Regions from separate parts of the Triticum aestivum genome. Here region 2 is linked to region 1. Evidence: chromatin contacts called from public Hi-C data. All regions are on one chromosome and are shown on one strand. The core of a region is the stretch at or near the end of the contact, and the rest is flanking DNA. Distances in the headings are between cores, read along the strand shown.

Region 1 (4,670 bases), core at 1,743-4,242:
TACCACTGGAGAATCCCAAATCTTGTGATACACACTTGATTAGCAGGTCTTGGTTTTCCTGGAGCATAAATTCAAATATACATACATATATGATGTTAACAAAAAAATATTTATGATGAAAAAGAAATCTCATTAGAAACATAAATGATACAATTTCAGGGTCAAAGAAGAAAAAAAAGGTATATAACTCGGAAAGATTAAACAAACAAAGGTGTAGTCAACAAGTAGCACACCTGTTGCTTCTCGTTAAGTGATTTTTGAGGCTTCTCCTCAGCCTCAAGTTCTTTGAGATTCAGTGAGATGGGGGTTACATCCTGCACAAAGGTATTAATATAGAAAATTTATTTGTTATAGCAGTTACTTTTTGAATTATAATTCATCTATTTGGTAATGTTCTTTTCGCTTACTGGTGGTGATTTTACCTCCCCATTCGGAGCATTCACAATCTTCGGAGTTCTCAGCTAACAAAGTCAGTTAATTTGAAATATTAGGCCATTTTGATGAAAATAAGAGTGTATTTGTACAGAATGCAAGTGCCAGGGGTATGACATACTTGGAAAGGAGACCTGGGATAGGCAGCTAATGATTTCGCAGTCGGAGAAACTGCAACAGCCTGTTGACGTTGTATGTGTAATCAATGGCTATTCATTCTGAAGATTCACTAGGTAAACAAAAGAAATACTTCTGATAATTGGGTTGCTGAGCAACAAATTCAACGTTTTGAAATTGGACTCACTATACTTGTATTCAACTCACACTAAGTCACGGATGTGTCATAATCAATTGATATCCCCTTTTCCGAGAAATCCTTCCTCAGAGCTTCTACCTTAGATTCATCCCCACATTTCACATAGGCCTCAACCATGATATCATAAATGCGACTGCAAGGAACAACATCCTTGTCCAACATTTCTTTATACAGATTTTCCATCTCATGTATTCTTCTTGCACCACCCAATGCACTCAGAAGAATACAATATGTTCTCGATGAAGGTTTGATGCCACACTTGCACATTTCTTTCTGAAGCTCCAAAGCTCTATCAGTGTTGCTCCTGTAGCAGCATGCTGATATTAGAGTATTATAGCCGACAACATCAGGAGTTAATCCATGATTTCTTAAGCTGTGAATTAGTTCCTCTGCTTCAGATATCCGAGACTGCTTGCAAAGGCCTTTTATCAGCAAATTGCATGTAACTATACTTGGAGGTACCCCACTAGTCTTCATCTTTTCAGCTAGAGTAAAAGCCTGTTCAGTGGCATCACAGTCTATATATGCATCTATGATCGCATTGTACACCTGTGCACCTGGTAAAACATCTTTATGGAACATATCATCCAAAATAGCTACTGCTTCCGGGATTTTCCCATTCTTGCAAAAGGTATTGACAATTGAACCATAGGAGACCACATTTGGCTTTAGCCCCTTCTCTCGCATATCAGAAAGTAGAACGAAACATTTTTCAAGCTGCCCATCCCTTCCATATGCATCAATAAGCGTATTGAAAGTTTCCACACTAGGACTCACTCCATTCTTCTCCATCTCTGTGACCAAAGCATGTGCTTCTGTGATCCTTTCAGCCTTACCCAAACCGTTTATTAGTGCATTATAGGTGATGTGATCTGGACTAACAAGGCGTGATTTCATCTGCTGAAAGGTTGAGAAGGCCCCTTCAAGCTCTCCAATCTGACAATACCCATTGATAAGAGTGTTGTAGATAACCCTTGTTGGGAGTTGTCCTGCATTTACAAACGTCTGCAGTACCTCTTCTGCCTTTGAAATTTTGCCATCGTTGCAAAGACCATTCAGCAAAATACTAAAAGTATAAGCCCCAATCTTCACACCCTTCTTCACAGACTCCTCAAACAAGGAAAGCATTGCCTGCGAGTCTCCAACTCTGGAATAACCATCGAACAGAATGCTATATGTGAAACAGTCCGGAACCATCTTTCGTGACATCATTTCATGCAACACTGTGGCCGTCTCGCCTATCCTGCCAGCACGGCACAGCCCTGACAACAGCACATTGTAAGTGATCATATTCGGCTTCAGGCCATGATGCAACATCTGATCCCGCAGCCTAAAACCAGCCTCCAAGTCCCCTATCTTGATGTGTCCATCAATCATCGTATTGTACGTGATATGACTTGGCAACACAGCCCTCTCTCCCATTTCATCAAACACCTCAACAGCGTCACTACCCCTTCCTGCTCTCCACAGTCCAGCGATGACCACATTGTATGAGAAGGCGTTGGGCGCTGGGGCGCCGTGGCCTTCACAATCCATCCGACGAAGCATCCGGACAGCCTCGTCGACATCACCTGCCACGACGCACGCCTGGATGGCCTTGTTCCATGTGAAGGTGTCGGGGCGTGCCCCGGCGGCATTTAGGAGGTCGAACGCCCGGCGCACGTCGGCGTGGCGGCCGAGGGAGAGGAGGGACTCAAGGAGGAGGTTGCAGGAGGATAGGGACGGCAGAGTTGCGCGGGCGTCGGCGAGGAGGGAAAGTAGCCGGAGTGCGCCGTCGGGGAGGCCAAGCCGAGCGGAGGCAACGACGAGCGCGGAGGCGGCGTCGGAGAGGAAGGATGGGGGATGCGGGTCGAATAGGGAGGCGGCAGCGGTGGAGACAAGGGCGTGATAGAGGTCGGGGACGGAGGTGGCTGGTGGCTGGGAGGAGAGGAGGAGTGATTTCGCCAGGTCGACGGAGGCGTAGAAGCGGCCAGCGGCGAGGAGGGTGGCGAGCTCGCGGATGAAACCTGCGCCAGCTGCGGGAGTGGTGGAGGAAGAGGAGCAGAGGAAGCGGCGCAGGAGGAAGCGAGACATTTCTTCTCCGTCTGTGAGGCACTCTCTGGTTCTCCCTCTTCGATCTATGGCGATTACAGACTTGATTCGAGTACAACTTGGGGAAGGGGAAGAAGAGGATCGCGAGCGCAGCTCGATACAGAGGAACACACACGCCTGCCGCCGCCGATGCCCGATCCCTTAGCCGGGATGCCCTCACCTACGGGTTCATTTGGGCTGAACATGTAGGAGACCCATTGGGCCCAGTGAACTTGTGGCATGTAGGAGACCCATTGGCCCCAGTGAACTTGTGGCATGTAGGAGACCCATTGGGCCCAGTGAACATCCTCTCTCTCTCTCGGGCCAGCCTGGTGTAGCTCTTCCTTCTGTCTGCCCTTGTATAGTGTGGTCGCCAACACCTTCTTTTTCTTCACACACGACTTGTTCCCAAGTCGCAGTAGTAGGGAAGCGACGCGAAGATCTTCAAGGACCTCCCAGGTATCCAGTGTAGCTTGGTTGTCTTGCCAGCGAATCAGGCCTTGCTCCCACATCTTGTTCAAGCCGCGGCACGAGTGTTTGTCCAATATCTCCACAGGAACATTCACAACATTAGAAAGTGATGGAAGAGATTAGGATGCGCTCGCACCTGGGGGCAAAGCCTTGCGAAGTTGCGACACATGGAGGACTAGAAAGATCGAGCATCCTTCTGGTAGCTCCAGCTCATACGTCACCTCGTTCACCCGTCGGACCACCGGATACGGTCCAAAGAACTTGAAGCTGAGCTTGTGGTTGGCTGGGAGCGCAAACAATGTCTAAATGTATGGTTGTAACCTGAGGAAGACCTGGTCGCCAACCTGAAATTCCTGGTGGGGTCGCTTCTTATTGGCCCGACTTTTCATAATCTGTTTTGCGCAGAGCAAATGTTGCCTTAAGAGGTCTTGCATTTCTTGACGCTCCTCCAGCCATTTGTTTAGCTCTGGAACCGGTGTTGCTTGGTCAGGAAGCAGTCACAGGTGTCGTGGTTCTTGGTCGTAAACCACCGAGAACGGTGCTTTGTTGAGGGTAGAATGGTATGTCGAGTTGTACCAGAATTCAGCCAAAGCTAACCATCTGCTCCAGTTGGCGGGGGTGTTGTGCACAAAGCGGGGCAAGTAGGTTTCGAGACATTGGACACGCTCCGTTTGGCCATTGGTTTGCGGATGGTGGGATGAAATCATCTTCAATTCCATGCCTTGCAACTTGAAGATCTCTTGCCAAACCTTATTGGTAAAAACTGCATCTCTGTCGAAAATGATAGCTTCAGGACAGGCCGTGGAGTTTGTAGACTTGATCAATGTATAACTAGGCTATAACTTGCGATGTGTACGGGTGCTTAACTGGAATGAAGTGGGCGTATTTAGAGAAAACGCAGTTATACTGCCTGGACGGGGGCAATCCCCCGATGAAATCCATGGACACCAAGTCCCAGCAACGCTTGGCGACCGACAAAGGATGGAGGAGTCCTGAATATTATGCATGATCTGGCTTGGCTTGTTGACATATTTGGCAGGTCTGAACATGCTCTTTGATGTGCTGCTTCATCCCAGGCCACGCGAAAAGATGCTTGATTCTTCTGTATGTGGTCGGGAAGCCTAAGTGGCCACCTACGGTGCTATCATGCAAGGCATGCATGATTTGGTGTTGGAGATGCGTGTTGTTGCCCAGCCAGACCCGACCTTTCAAACGGGTAATGCCCTTGTGCAAGGTGAATTTGCCCCCAGCCACTAGTGCTACGGCAAGTTGGGTGATCAGTTGTTGTGTCTTCGGGTCTTAGTCATAACCTTTAACGATCTCTTGTAACCACGCGGATTGACACACAGAGATGGCGTGGAGATGTTTAGAGGCAGTCACT
Region 2 (4,974 bases), core at 680-3,179, 350 kb before region 1:
AAAGATAAATCGGTATGTTACCTACCAGTGTGAATGTACTTCAGAGCCCGGAGTAATTGGTAAAGAAAGAATTGGTAATGCTCCTTTGTCAAGTCATCATTAGCCTTTATAACCTGGTGGAGATCAGACTCCATGAGCTCAAAAACGACATAAATATCTTTGAAGTCTCGTCTCGATGGAGGTAACATAATATGCTTGATCTCAACAATGTCAGGATGTCTTAAGAGCCTCAGAAGCTTGATCTCACGGAGAATCCGTGCAGCATCAGATATGTGCTCAAAGATATCATGTATCTTTTTTATCGCCACTTTCTCTCCGGTGTGGACATCTATTGCGGAGCACACGACACCGTAGCTGCCCTTTCCAACGATTTCCTGAATCTTGTATCGACTTGCGTCGCCGTACTCCGTAAAAAACTCTGCCTCTGCGGAACTCTGGAAAAGAATTGCAGATATCATGTCAAATACATTTCACAAATCTAGCACTGGAAGCTCGTCAGAAGCTCCCGGCGACAAGAAGCTTGAGTGATCAATGGACCATCAGTTCTCGCAATCATATACGTATATACAAACAATTGATGTCACGCTGTCAAGCAAAAGCAGAAATGGCACGGTAGGTGGTGGGTCGCAAAAATGATGGCATATCTCCAGATACTTTTAATGGACGACATGTAAAATAACTAATCATTGGGAAGCTACAACCAGTATTAAGGAATAGATGCCAAATTCAACTGTTGTGCAGGTAGATCAAAGAAATTTTCTTGAGGAGAAAGATCTTGAAGCGTTGGTTGCGAAACTGAAATCGTGACACGCACCACTTGTGAGTCAAGTGCTCGTGCACAGATCGGGGAGAAGAGAACCCCACAAGAAAAGCCAACAGCTTTGCCCACCGACAAGGAAAAGCAACGGCCACAATGTGTTTGCGCGGGCAGCCTCTCGAGGTCACAGAACGCGGTCAACTTTTGCATGTGAATTGCGAACTGTTATAGTAAAGGAGCGCCAAATTACACCTTTTTTCCCAAATATAGAAGCAAGACTGCCGCATAACTCAATGCGATGCGACGGGAGTGCGGAAAATGCATGGGACAAGAAGATGAAAGCGAGAAGGACCGACATGATCATATTAGAGATTCAGGTTACAGAGGGAAAAGATCGTGGACGGCTAACGAAAATACTGCCAAAAAATACCTACCCTTGTGGGAATAAAAATAAATTCAAACATCCGGATTGACACGGCACTGAAATGAGAATAGTGATACGGCGGCGGAACGTCAAATCTATGGGAGTGATGCCCAGAACAGAAACAAGAAACAGTGCCGAACAGAAAGGGAAAACGAAGGCTTGAACGGACAGAGACCCCAAACAAGGCAAAGCATTGCCTCGAAATAATAAAAAAAAAAACAAGGCAAAGGAGCAGCTGAGCTGCATCAACCAGCTCGACTGGAGCGGAATTCACGCACGCAAAAATGCTAGGGATCTCTGGGAAGGAGCCCACCTTCTTGCGCTGATCCTGCTGCATCTCGCCGCTCACCGGATCTCGCCCGGAATCTCCTCGGTTCCCCTGTGCCGTACGGGCGGCAACGACAACAACAACACCAAGCCCACCTCCGAATCACCACGGTCAGACACACGGCATTTGCTGGCGCCGGGCCGGGCCGGCGAGGCCGAAAAGCGCACACGCCGCAGGGCGCCGGCGGGCGGATCGTGAGACGGGACGAGGCGACGAAGGGAGGGCGGGAAACTGGGGGGGAGACCCTAACCCTAGCGACGGGGCGCCGGGGCAGGGCTAGGGCTCCCTCTCTCTCTCTCTCCTGTTCCTCCTCTCCTGGTCTGCGCTCGCGCTCCGGGAGGGGAATAAGAGAGAGAGAGGAGGAGGACGGGTGGAGAGGAGAGGAGAGGAGGCAGGCAGTGTGTCTGGCTTGTTTTTGTTGCCATGAAATGAAATGAGAGGAATCCTGCTTTGATTTCCGTGCGCGGGCGGACGAGATTGCCCCTCCCCGGTTGGCCGCCTGTCGTGGGTCGCGTGGCCTGGGGTTGGTTGGAACCCATTTCATTTCTCGCTTCAGGTTTGCTCCTCCTTCCTTCGCCTCGTCTGACCCATTTTTATCTAATGCTGATGCGCCCTGCTGCTTGCATACGGTGGATTTACCGGTGGGCCGTCGGTGACGACGAGAAAATGGAGGTGGCTTTCCAAATGTCAAATCCCTTTTGGTATCTTCTCATAATCAGTGGTAGTTTATGCTCGGGTCCTTGGCCATTTGTTATGGTTCCAAAAATCTATTTTTTGGACTAGTTTGTATTCTCACTCCGATGAGCCAGTGTTATTATCCGTTTGCTGTGTTTTAGGATGCGATATCATGGTATTTATTGCGTACTACTATATATATAATCCCTCCTATTTAGAAGAAAAGGGCATTAAACATTTCTCTCGTGGATAACCATGGAGCTCGCCATACTTAGCGGTTAATTACTCTCCTCCAATTCATAGGTTGTGGTCTCACTGGGAAAGTAACATGCGAACGGTTTTCTAGGATCGGGGAAGGAGAAACGGACTCGACGCACCCCTCTTTGCTAGAACTCACATGAAAGGGCTGCATACACACCGATAATTCAATCAAAATAAGTAAAATTCATTCTAATTTAGAGACGGTATCTTTGAAACACAAAGTTGAAAGTGACACTAGATTATTGTCATGTTTCACCAAACACTAAGAAAATTACTCCCTCTATTTACTTATGTAAGATGTTTAAGTCTGTTCAGACAGTGCTCTAAACAGTTCAAAACCAGTTGTTTAAATTACCTTATAAAAACGAACGAAGGGAGTACGATACATACATCACTTCCATAGTCGCCGGTGAGCAACTTTGCAAATAATATTTGTACGCATAGTTTAGCAAATGATTATAAAATGGTGTGATATAATTATAAACCTTACAAAATCTACGGTTGCTTCCTTTCTTCTAGTACCACGCCTTTCTTTCTCCCTTTTGATTTTGGTTCTTAGCTTGCGCCTCACTTTCGAGGCCCCGTTGGCCTCCATCCGGCTAAACAACGTGGTGGACAACCAATGTGTTGCCCTCCTTTTTTTTCTTCCCCTTTTCAGGAACGCCAACCAACGTGTTGCCCTTGTTCCTGTGATATGCGTATCTTGGCTATGGCTAGACTAAACCTAGCAATGCACGTATCTGACCGTGACATTAGCACTTAAGCCACAGGTTAGTGGAGCTTAATAATTTGCTGGTGCCTGAGGATTAGGTGGCGGGCATTTGTTTTGGAATTGAAGTTTCAACTAATTAGTGTGCCCTTTAAGTTGCATCCTCAATGGTGATGCTTTTCTATAAATAAATAAAATGTTCCACTGTACGACTTAGTTCAGGGAAAGAATAGTTTGCTACTGCCATTTCAAAATATGAGCGTTCCCTTGAGATTGATTAAGTTAATTCTGATGTGGCTTATTTGTAAGCACCACCGGGAGCTTTCATATTCAGCATCAGCTACCAGACTACAATCAAAAGGAAGAGAGGACCGCTAGATGTTAGACTAGCTCTAGAAGCAAAGGGGGCGTTAAATGCTAGGGAATATATTACATATGTGTTTGGTTGTGTGAATAAGTTAAACTCCGGCTTTGGCCCGCTTTATCTTTCGAAGTAGGCTCACACACCATTTTATAGATAAAATTGCATGATCAAACATTACAAGTTTTTGAGGAAACTCTCTTAACTGGTCAAATAATAATTAGACAAAACACGAAAAGCAACAACACCAATACACAAAAAATGCACCAGAGGGCGCCGCTAGCTTGCCGCCAAGCAAGAGCACATGAGCAGCATGAATGCAAAATAAGGTGCAGCCGAGGGAACCGAACGCAAATAAATTGTGGCTCCTAGAAGAAACCGCCACACTCCATCACCACCTTCCCAATGAACTGCCGTGGAAAGGGCCTTCCGCCCTCTCAGTTCGTATCAAGGACCACCGATCTTGCCAGCGAGCAGAGGGTACCAAGAGCCCAGACCATAGGGCCACATGTATATGAGAGGAACAAACAAGGCTGCCAAAAAGATGGAGCCCGAGATGCATGGTGTCACAGTCCATGCTAGCCCGACGAGTGTACCGCACTGCCATTCGGAGATTATATACTCCCCCAGTGAGCCCCCCCTCCCCCTGAGCGTAACGACGACACTCGCCACCATCATGACGTTCGTCACCACATGCATGAGTTTTCATTGGGAGCATGGACATGGGGAGGGAGGTTTGCCTTAGCAGTGCCCGGGAGGGACGCGACACCCGCATGCATCATCCATGGAGCAAGGAACATTCACTTGGTTCTCCCACACACCTCGTGAAATGATCCTAGCCACCGATCCCGCCTCGAGGGGCACCACGACAGGATCTAGGCCTACACATCTGTATTAGGGTCCAGCCACCGCTAGCGGCAGCAACTTCCTCACGACCAGACACTATTGATTTCTTCATCATCTACACGGCCAAGGAAAAGAACCAACACTGTGATAGGTCTCAAATATATTGATATTTTTTCTATGATTCATGCTATATTGGTATCAATTATAAACACTTTGGGCATATTTTTTTATCGGATTTGGACTAATATATTAATCTAGTGCCCAGTGTGAGTTTCTATTTTCTAGTGTTCTGTATTTGTAGGAAAATACCCTAAAATATGTCCCCAAAAATCTAGAAAAAATAGTTTCAGGATATTTAAGACGAGAAGGATCCCTAGAGACCTTGACCCACACCTGGTGAGCCCCATAGCCCCTAGGCGCCATAGGGTAGACTGTGATGGATATGGAGATTTTTCGGCATAGCACTTTTATCCCACCAAGCTTGGCAGATGCTAAAAGAGCCTCTCTCACTTAGCGCCGGGAATTCTAAAGATGGTATATTTCCCGGAGGTCAGCCACGACAACGAGATCAATGATGCACATCAATATCCAGGCTAAAAATATTCATGCGCCG

The links. A called contact is a pair of places that touch in the nucleus more often than the background predicts.
Region 2: a Hi-C map of an unstated tissue shows a contact between it and region 1, with 8 times the contacts expected there. The contact joins the promoter of LOC123061543 here to the promoter of LOC123061541 in region 1. A contact is called at or near these places in 2 of 5 Hi-C or Micro-C datasets (leaf and an unstated tissue).

Annotation. Positions count from the first base shown.
Region 1 is chr3A:436,984,233-436,988,902 of IWGSC CS RefSeq v2.1, reverse strand. It overlaps LOC123061541 (pentatricopeptide repeat-containing protein At5g12100, mitochondrial), which reads right to left and starts at 2,992. Exons shown (of 7, transcript XM_044484679.1): 1 at 737-2,992; 2 at 554-613; 3 at 408-461; 4 at 234-314; 5 at 1-58. The coding sequence starts at 2,821. The coding sequence ends at 758. It also overlaps the pseudogene LOC123056923.
Region 2 is chr3A:437,328,609-437,333,582 of IWGSC CS RefSeq v2.1, reverse strand. It overlaps LOC123061543 (mitogen-activated protein kinase 10), which reads right to left and starts at 1,929. Exons shown (of 10, transcript XM_044484681.1): 1 at 1,495-1,929; 2 at 26-434. The coding sequence starts at 1,518.